Linked DNA regions of Gossypium hirsutum: regions 2 and 3 are each linked to region 1. A link is a contact called in public Hi-C data. All regions are on one chromosome and are shown on one strand. The core of a region is the stretch at or near the end of the contact, and the rest is flanking DNA. Distances in the headings are between cores, read along the strand shown. Region 1 has its middle 4.9 kb from the start of LOC121207256. Region 2 holds the start of LOC121206475 (DExH-box ATP-dependent RNA helicase DExH18, mitochondrial). Region 3 holds the start of LOC107888598 (myb-related protein 306).

What was found. Hi-C and Micro-C count contacts between places; a contact is called where the count stands out from the background.
Region 2: a contact with region 1 is called in a Hi-C map of leaf, with 2.6 times the contacts expected there. The contact joins the promoter of LOC121206475 here to the enhancer-like site in region 1. A contact is called at or near these places in 3 of 34 Hi-C or Micro-C datasets (callus, hypocotyl and leaf).
Region 3: a Hi-C map of leaf shows a contact between it and region 1, with 3 times the contacts expected there. The contact joins the promoter of LOC107888598 here to the enhancer-like site in region 1. A contact is called at or near these places in 17 of 34 Hi-C or Micro-C datasets (callus, cotyledon, fibers and 3 more).

What each region holds. Positions count from the first base shown.
Region 1 is chrA09:4,250,893-4,254,474 of Gossypium_hirsutum_v2.1, reverse strand. No RefSeq gene overlaps it. Among protein-coding and RNA genes, the nearest start is that of LOC121207256, 4.9 kb to the right of the region's middle. Within about 2 kb of position 1,799, at least 1 of the 9 cell types and tissues checked has an H3K27ac peak or open chromatin away from gene starts, as enhancers often do. A contact at or near this core is called in leaf, where this site is marked.
Region 2 is chrA09:4,496,688-4,500,269 of Gossypium_hirsutum_v2.1, reverse strand. LOC121206475 (DExH-box ATP-dependent RNA helicase DExH18, mitochondrial) reads right to left here and starts at 1,696. Exons shown (of 1, transcript XM_041077431.1): 1 at 1-1,696. The coding sequence starts at 1,371. LOC107888602 (protease Do-like 8, chloroplastic) reads right to left here. Exons shown (of 13, transcript XM_016812767.2): 13 at 3,106-3,357. The coding sequence ends at 3,229.
Region 3 is chrA09:4,397,021-4,400,602 of Gossypium_hirsutum_v2.1, reverse strand. It overlaps LOC107888598 (myb-related protein 306), which reads left to right and starts at 1,881. Exons shown (of 3, transcript XM_041077430.1): 1 at 1,881-2,392; 2 at 2,493-2,622; 3 at 2,701-3,449. The coding sequence starts at 2,891. The coding sequence ends at 3,337.

The DNA of each region.
Region 1 (3,582 bases), core at 550-3,049:
GATTAAATTTTTTTTTTATTTGGAAAGCTCTAGTAACAAAGAAATTAGTCATTACTATCGGTAATGGATATCTTAGTTTTAAAAGAAGAGATAAGCAGCAAATTTCATCAAATTTCAATAAAAGTACTATGCAAGCCCCTGTACAAAAAGTCAAATTACATTTTACCCCTCTACTAAAAAATGAGTAAATAAATCTATGTATTTTAGATCAAAGAACAAATTGGTTATTTCTGTTAAAAAATTAATCCACTTGTATTGTTAAAAACTAACATAACTAACAGGATAACCAGACAATGATACATGGCGTGCCACATATACCTCATGCTAAAATATATGAATGAATTTTTAACAGAAGAACTAGTTTACTTTTTAACCTAACATATAATGACTAATTTACTTATTTTCTAAATAAATGGAACAAAATACAATATAACCCCTAATATAAAACTGTTGGTATTACTTTTACCTTAAATATCCACCATTATTTGCAAACTTTGCTAACAGCTGTCCTTACATTTTAATGGTGGGGAATCCATTGTTTTGGTCTAATGTTGGGTGTTTTGAAATTATGATTATAAGTTGTCCTACAATCTTACAACATAAAATTGAATACAAAGAAATGTATGAAAACACCATTTCATTGAACTTTTTTTAGCTTGCTTAAGAATGCTTTCTACTCTTTTTCCATTTCATGTGAATTAATAATGAGCTTCACACATGCTTTATTCCTTAATGTTAATATGTTTTTGCTTGGAATAAATTATAATGCAACACATTTATTGTACTTAAAGATATAAAGATTAGTATTTTATGGGAAATATTAACCAATTTTTAGTGATATTGATTAAATTAATATTTAGAAAAAAAAATGTGTTTCTATAATTCAATAAAATAACAAATTATATTTTTTGTAAATTAAAAATTAAATAATTTTAAGCATTTAAAAATATGAATTGACCGAATTTCATTGTAAAGAATAAATAAATGAAAAATGGTTCATAAAGCAATATAATCATAGATTTTGAAATTAGAATTGTTGATTTTTTTTTAAGTTAAGAAATTTGTTAATGAAAGATGAAGATTTCTGTTGATTTAGATCATTTTCTTCTTGAAAATTTAATTATAAATCGATAAATAAAACAATTTATTTATAAATATTCACCAAAGTCCAGTTCCTCATTGAATATAAGTAAATCTTCCTATGTATAAACATAATATGGCACATTAAGATACAATTAATGTGAATATCTAATTCCTCAAAATTAATCTTCGAACATGTCTTTAATAAAGAGTAGACTAGTAAAAATTCTTTATGACATCAAACTCTCTGATTGAAAGTCTTGATACAATCTTTATTTAGCTTGATTCTTATACGATATGTCTTCACTAATGAGCTACTAAAATTCTTTAAAAGACAAACATTTAAAAGCTCCAAATGGTTTGGGTCAAAATATGACAATCAAATAATGTAAATTAAAATGAGATGTGAAATGTTACTTTAGTTGCAACTAAGCTTGTATCTAACTTTTGTAATTGGCAGTAACATATATAATTATTCAATTTTCACCTATATTTATTTATTTAATAATTAAGTAATTGCATTTATTAGACATTAATATAATTAGTACAAATATTAAAGTAATAAAGTTTTATATATCTAGTCTTTTAGGCTATTCAATTAACTCCATTTCTCGAAAGGCTAAATTTGTTCTTTGAATTATTAAAAAAATATTTTTGGGTTTTGGGTTTTGGCCCAAAGTACTCTAATTTGGATCGAATAGACCAGATTTACAGCAACCACTTTCTCTAAAGCCCGGCCCGGGTTAGTTGGGCTCATCGGGTGGATGGGATAGGTTTAGAAATTGGAATGACTTTAGAAAAAAATTTAAAAAGAAAATTTATGAATTTTTTTAAAAAAAAACAATGATGGATCAAAAAGCCTGCAAGTAAAAGAAAAAAAAAGTTAAAAAGTTTAACATAACCCATTTGAAAGGTTACTTTGTCTAATGTGGGCTTCTTTATTGGGCCTAACACAAATTTGATTTGCTTTTCTATGCATTTTTTTTATAAACTGAATTCAAAATGTGAGCATTAGGTAATGAGTTTGGATGGGCGGTAGGGTGCAATACGATGCGATGCGATGCGTTTAATTTATTTTTTGTCTCACGCTATAGTGTCGCTACAATATCTAATCTCACTACCACCGTTGTTTTTACATTGACTGTAGGTAAACACATCGCCCATCCAAACTCACCCTTAATTAACATCGAAACTTGTAATTGTGGAATCTTTATAAATTTATGAAGTTGCCGAATGGTTTTTTCTTTAAAAAAATTCTCATAAAATTGATTGTAAATTAATTATGGTTAAAATATGTCATGAGTCACTTCACTTTTCATGAGTTTGGAATTTAGTTTCTTTAATTTTCTTTTAGGAATTTAGTCTCTATACTTTAAGATTTCACAATTCAAGTTTAATTGTTAATATTGTTAAATTTTTTATTAAATTTATTGATTTGACATTTTAAAATAAAAAAGTACTCACTTAGTAGCCATGTAGCTAAAAATAATAATGTCATGAAAAACATGAATTTAACAAATAATAGTATTAACAATTAGATCTAAATTTTGGAATCTGAAAACTAAGGCTAATTTCATAATAAAAAAAATTACAAGGGGTTAAATTCCAAATTTAAAAAGAGCACATAGACTTATTAGATATTTTAACCATTATGGATCCAACATTGTAGTTTGGACTGCAACAACATACGTAGATTGTTACTGTAATGAAGTTTATTGTAATTACCTTACAGTGCGGCTGTGATTTTGTATCGCAGGAGTCGAGACTCAACTTGACCATGTCGTCCAAAGAACATTTAAGGGTCTAATGACCCAATCACATTGCCATTGCAGCTGCAATTTTACTTCCTTATGGACTACTATCTGTAAGTTATCCTTGATCTGCTGTTAGCTCTCTTATTAGTAATGAAGTTGATTATAGTTGATCCACTGTGCGAAAACAACATTGTTGGATAAAAGTTGAGCCTCGACTAGACTATATCATCCAAAGAGCACTTGAGAGTTTTACAATCGTCCTAAATATCTTAAGCTAGTGTCCTAGTCACAGTGTGGTTATAATTAAAATTTTACTTCATTATAAACTACCCTTTATAAAGTCCTTCATTTGGTGTCGATCCTAGAAATGAAATCTTGAAATTAAAGCTTGGATAAAGCAACATTTAACCCTTGAATTTATCGTCTATTTCCAACTTCATCCCTAAACTTTTTTTTGTCCACATTAATCCCTAAACTTGAATTTTGTTAAACAAATTAATTCAAAACTTTTATGTTACTTTTTTTCAAACTATAAAAAGTTTTTTTTAATTAATTAATTTTCAATTTCTTTACCCCTCTCACTATCCCTCCCCCCCTCTCTCTCTCAATGCTTCAAAACTTATGGGTTATCTTATTCTTCATTAATCTTCAAAGCCAAAACCTAGTTATCACCCTCCAATTTGAACGTACCAATGTCTTCCACTCCTTCAATAACACCCCAAAATTTTTGGTAAAGTAATTGGTATTG
Region 2 (3,582 bases), core at 447-2,946, 250 kb before region 1:
TTTCCTAACAATATTGAGAACTGTTGGATCCCCACACAAATGTATCTCATCAGCTTTCAATCCGAGCAATGCACGCGTCCATGCATGACCTCTATACGGGTCTGACATCATCTGGATTTCATCAATAACAGCAACATCATATAATTCCTCAGTTGACACCATTTCCACAGTACAGGCGACATGATTCGAAAACGGGACATATTTCTTCTCTTGCCCTGTGTGGAGACTACAGTAAATTCCTTGTGCATTCACTTTGTCAAAAACTTCCATAGCCAAAAGCCTAAGCGGGCTGCAATAAATACCCTTCTTTGCTTCCATAAACCGCTGCAAAGCATTGTAAGTCTTGCCACTATTTGTTGGACCACAGTGATAAATGATCTTACGCTTCATTGCCCGTGCAAAGGGAAACCATGTATGCGGTGCTGTAAGATCTGCTGATTGAATCATACTTCGAAACTGCTTGATCTCATCAGGAAACTCTTCAATACAGAACTCCACAAATATAGGGAAAAGAAACTTAACAGCAGCATTAGATGGACCAAGTGATACCAAATGTTCAGTAACATCAGCAGAACAATTCTTAAAGAAAAAGCTACGGAACTTATGAGCAGCAGTAGGGAAAAATGACCTGCCAATATAAATAGCAAGTGACTGATTGGCTGCCCACCCTGACCTACAGAAATAGCTGAAAACTTGCTGTAAGATCTCCCAATCTTCTCTGCACAGCTTCACAGGGTTTTCATTACCACGAAGTTCCTGATACAATTCCACAGGATTTCGAAAGCCGACTTGCTTACGGTTCACAGTTCCATCAATTCCATCCTCCTTAGAACTGTCAATGCCATCCTCATCTGAATTCTCATGGACACTATCAAAATCATTAGCTCTCATAAAATCCACAATACCCTTATTCTCTTTATCATCTCCATGTTCCAACTCAACATCTTTTGAACCATATATACCATTCTCATTCAAACCATCAACATCATCCTCAACCTTATTCTCATTTTCACCATCAAAGTCGACAAGTTTCACAAAATCCAAAATATGCTTACCGTGCTCATTTTTTTCCATTTCTGAATCATGCATTCCATTATCCTCCCCACCATCATCACCCCCATTTTTAACAACAGAGGAAAAAGGTCTCACATTAGCATCTCCATAGTTTCTAAATTTACCAACTAAACCAACCAAGCTAGTCGAAAACTCTCTTCGAGGCACATGGAAAGACGGAGGGTCTTTATCCAAAACCCAGTTTTCAAATTGTCTAAAAGAATGAATATATCGATTTGATGACATAAACTTAACTCTAGAAACATTTTTCTTAGAAGTATAGATTCTAAACAGAAACGTTGCTAATCCTCTTCCCATTTAATACCCGCATAAAAGAGTAGAAACCCAACAATTTTATTTCCCCCTTTTTTTCCTGCTTAAAGCAATGAACTTTTGAAATTGCAATAAGCTAAAGGTGTTAAATTTGGTGAAAAAAAGGAGATTAAGGCCAAAAAAGGGGATTTTCAATGGAACTTACCTCAAGAGGATTGAGAGACAGATAATAAGAAAGACAGAGAGGAAATGGAGGGAAAGTAGTGGAGAGAGTTAAGCCACCAAAACCCTAAACCCAGAGTCGGTTTAGATTGGAGTAATTACAGAGAAAGTATGGAACTCGGATACTAGGACTCGGTCGGATTTGAGTCTGGAGACTCGAAGTTTACCGAGCGTTCTTGCCTCTTCATTAGCCCAATTTTTTGGGTAGTCAAATGAAAGCCCACATGTTTTCTTTTTTCTTTTTCTTTTTCTTTTATATTTATTTTTAAAAATAATAAATATTATTAAATTTTTTTATAGCTAGAAAATCCAAAAAATAATAGTAACTGCTTAAAATAAAAAAATATGTCCAAGATCATAATACAAGATTAGTGAAATTATATATATACAAGAAGTAATTCCTTAATAAATATATTTTTATATATAATTTTTTCTTTCACTATGTTTGACATAATCAGTAAAAGCACCACAACTTTTATACCATTTTAATTTATCTATTGAAAAATGAGTAAATTAGTCCCTGAATATTAAATGAGTGAGTAAACAGCTCGTATGTTAAAATTTGGTGTTTATATATATATATATATATATATGGTATAATAATAAATTTAGCCCTCAACTTTTACACATTTATTCAATTCGACCCCTACTCTTTTATTGGAAGTAAATTGAAATTTTTTGAAACTAATAAGGCTAAAGGGACTTAATAACAAAGTTTTAAAAAATCAATTAAGTCCTTTTAAAAATGAATTATTATTAAAAATCATAAAGTTTATAAAAGAAGTTATAAAAATTTTAAAATTATAAGTTATAAAAATTTTAAAATTATAAATATTTTTATTAAAAGACAACAATATTGACCCATTAAAATCTAATAGTTATAACGTTTTTTTTTAAATTGACCTCCACTCTTTTATTGAGTCAATGTTGTTTATATTTTTTGACTTTTTAATAATTATTAAATTTTAAAATGATTTAATTGAATTTTTTTAATTTGTTACTAGAGCCTTTTTGGCCTTTTAACGTTATTAATTTCAAAAATTTCTAATTTATTTTCCATGAAAGAGTAGAAGTCAAATTGAATAAATATGTAAAAGTTGAAGACTAAATTTGTTGTTATACCTTGTATATAAAACATCAAATTTTAATGAATGAATTATTTTGCTCACTCACTCATCTAATGTACAGAGATAATTTGCAGATTCTAGGAGGATTTTGTGATACTTCTACCGATGGATGCTTGACTAATTGCCTTTTTTTAGTGGTATAAGTAGTATAAGATTGGAGAGACTAAATGGCTGGGTTTTGCAAATTTCCAAACCAACTTATCATGTTCCTGGTGAGATGAGACTACTCCACACATCTTTGTTGAGATGATTTTGAAGTTCCAAGCTAGACCACAATGAGCTTGATTTCATGAAGTTAAATAAGTCTGAGGTTATCTCTAGCATAGCTAATGGGCAGTTTACTTTAATTTCAAAATAATATTGCTAACCATAAACATGGAAAACACAATGAAAGACGTGAACTGGTAATATGTGAGTACCTCTTGCTATATATTTTCACAAGTATATTATCTTTCATAAAATATGGAAAATGGGCAAACTGTAATAGTTTCAAGATTCATCATGGGATTTTTGCACATCTTAATAACCCTAATAGATGAATTTGAGGACCCTATTATGAACTTACTTCTTCCAAAATCACTTGCAGCTCCATATTCTCACTGCCCCTTTGGATCTTTAACATTACCTTATCCCCCACATTGTATTCATCCAATGCTTTGTTTAACTCTGCTTTGTTTTTAACCTGATGATGAGACAAGTGTTTTAAAATATGAATGTCATGTTAATAAGAGCATTGAATCGTTCAATGCAGAAAGCATTTTATTCAAAGCCATCAAGAACGATGAACTTGATATCAAATATCTACATGGAAGAACAAAAACAAGAAGCCAAATGATTTGAGCTAGAACACTATCTCACTTTTAACAAAACAAAATTTTAGCTCAATTCATGATTTAATTTACAAGAA
Region 3 (3,582 bases), core at 632-3,131, 150 kb before region 1:
GAAATCAAGGGATTTGAAAATAATTATACCAAATATATTTTAAATGCAGAATAAAAACACTAATAAGCCTTTAAAGTGTTTGTTCGGAAACCATTTAATATTAATCAATATCATAATTAAAACTAAAAACACCTATCTATTTAGTCATCCGAGTTTATTTGCGTTCATATTTTGGTCACTCATTTCAAAAATTTGTTATTTTAGCCACTCTACCATTAAATGCCTTTGGTCACCAAACGAAATGTTGATGTGATAGTCTTTTGATTGATATAATAACAAATTTAGCCCTTAACACTTTGCATATTTTGTCAACTTAGTCCTAATTCTAAGAAAATTCAACAAATTTAATCATCAATGTTTACACATTTTATCAATTTTGTCTAAATTCTAAAAATCTAAAAAAAAATTATAATTTTAAAAACTTGAAAATATATATTATTTATTATATAAAGACATAAAATATAAAATATTAAAAAAAATTACATTATAACTTTTAAATCATCTTTGGCCATTAAAAATTAGGCCTATAAGATTGTAACACTCGTTAAAATAATGTAAATATATTTTAATTTTTTTTGATAATGTAAACAAATAATTACATTATAACTTTTTATATTTTATGTCTTTTTATAAAATAAATAATACATATTTTCAAGTTTTTAAAATTATAATTTTTTTTTATTTTTTAGAATTTTGACGAAATTGACAGAATTGTAAACATTGAGAGTTAAATTTGTTGAATCTTTAATAATTAGGATCAATTTGATAGATCGTGCAAAGTATTAAAGGGTTAAATTTATTAGTATACCAATTAAAAAACTATCACGTCAACATTCTATACGGTGACCAAAGACATTAAACAGTAGAATAATTAAAATTTTATCTTATAAAAGAATAAATATTATTTTAGAATATTTATATTTTTTATATTTTGATAAATTTTTAAAAAAATAAATACTCATAATAAGAATGATAAAATTTAAATCAAAGCTATTATAATTTTTACCATCACAACTTTTTCATTTAAATTAAAACCATATTTTTATATTAATATTCTATAAATTTATTAAATAATTTTTTAATCTAGATTGTGTCAAAATTTTCTCTCACGGTGACGTCAAGTCTTTACTATTTTAGGATCAAATTTGTTGAGATCTCAAAAAAAAGAAAAAAGAAAAAAAAGGACACAACCTCGTCGAATACTTATTTTTCTATTTACAAAATTTAAAAACTAAAATTTTATTTAAAAATTACCAAATTTTTTATCACTCAAAATCCTAGCGAAATTAACTAAAGGCGGATTCTCGTTAGGACTTAAGAACTTCAAAATTTTATTATGTTTTAGTCATTTACGTTATAGTTTTGTTACGAAGTGATTACTCTACTGTTAAGTTTCGTTACCTCCCTAATGGTGATCCTGCATGGCAATCCAAATGAGTTTTAAATGCCAACTTAGATGTCTTACGTGGTAGTATAAATTAAAACCCAAGTTGGCATTTAAAATCCATTTGTATTGCCACGTAGGACTGCTGTTAGGGATGTAACGGAGTTTAACGTAAAATGACCATTTCGTAACAAAAGGATAAAGTAAATTACTAAAATATAATTTGAGGTAAATAAAAGTGACTATTTTTATAATTTACCCAAGTTTTAATTAAATCTTTAAAAAATTTTAAAAAAATTAATTAAAGTCTTGAAATCTATTTATAAATTTTCATAAAATCTCAATTTTTGAAAATTGTCACTAAAATCATAAAAAAAAAATCTTAACCCTGGTGCCCGGCAGTGAATTTAACATTCCTTTTTTGTTGTTGCTTTTTCTTTTACAACGCCAGGACTCATATTTGCCGTAAATACTAAAAACTCCATTATTCGAGACTAGACCATAATTGTTTTTTCTTCTTTAGAGGAACAAAAATTGTCGAGCAAAACCCGCATTGAATGCCACGCGATGTGGTGTTGTGAGCCATTGTCTCTGCCACAACTGAGCTGACTTTAGCATTGCCTGCTCCCTGCTCACTCTTCCTTGAGTTAATGCTCTTGCTGTCACCTTTTGACTCTTTGGCATGGAAGTAATTGGAACTTTTATGTTTTTGAAGGCTACCCTTTTACACCTTTCAGGTCAGCATCCTCTCTCTCACTCCCTCTTTTCTATATATGCAAACCAGGACCAACTAATCCTTTACCTTAGACCCTAGTCTTAAAAGTTTCCAAGGAGAAAATAATAATAATAATAATAATAATAATAACAATAAAGAAATGGGGAGACCACCTTGTTGTGACAAAGCTGGTTTGAAGAAAGGTCCATGAACTCCTGAAGAAGACATCATCTTGGTATCTTATATTCAACAACATGGTCCTGGGAATTGGAGGGCTGTTCCTACAAATACAGGTTATTGGCTTAAACTTATTTTCCATTTTTCAGCTACATTCAAAATTTTGTAGTATTGAAATTCTTAATCTTTTTTTGTTTCTGGTTTCCTGATTTCCAGGGTTGCATAGATGTAGCAAGAGTTGCAGGCTTAGATGGACTAATTACTTAAGGCCTGGGATTAAGAGGGGAAACTTTACAGATCATGAAGAGAAATTGATAATCCACCTTCAAGCTCTTTTAGGCAACAGGTATAATCTAAGAACTCATATTATGTAAACTTTTATCTGTGGAGTTTTATGAATAAGTGGGGTATTCAAATTGTGCAGATGGGCTGCAATAGCTTCTTACCTTCCTCAGAGAACTGACAATGACATTAAAAACTATTGGAACACTCACTTGAAGAAGAAGCTGAAGACGATCAATGGCAGTGAAAGTTATTCTAGAGAAGGGTTTTCATCAGAAAAACACCAAATTTCAAGAGGCCAATGGGAGAGAAAGTTGCAGACTGATATCCAAATGGCTAAACAGGCTTTATCTGATGCATTGTCACCAGAGAAATCAAGTGGTTTAGCTTCAAAACCAAGAGGATATGCATCAAGCACTGAGAATATAGCTAAGTTATTGAAGAAATGGATGAGAAATCCACCAAAACCTGTTTCAAGTGATAATATGGGAGGGATTGGGACTCCATGGAAGGAAAACAAAAGCAGCAACAGCATTGAAATGTCTGAGGTTTTTGAGTCATTGGAAGTGTTTGAATCATTTGATTCTTCAAATTCTGATTTCTCACAATCTTTGTCACCTGATCAAGCAAGCCTTTTCCAAGATGAAAGTAAACCAGATGTGAATGAACTAGGGCAACTCACATTGCTTGAGAAATGGCTTTTTGATGATGGTGCAAGTCAAGGGAAAGATGACCAGCTTAGTGATATCAAACTAGATGGAAATGCTATTTTTTTCTAAAAATGAAATGGGGGAATTGTTTTACAGACTTTTTTTGGTGGATTCTTTTGGTCTTAGCTTATTTTTTTTTGCTATAGATCTTGTTCAATGAAGATATCTTGCATTTTAATTATGAGATGAATTAGGTTCTTGTGATTCAACTTTTCATAATTTAATTTTCATATTTTACATAATTTAAGATTTAATCTATGTAATTTTAAAAGTTAAAAATTCAACTTTTTTATCTTTTTAATTTAAAAATTTTA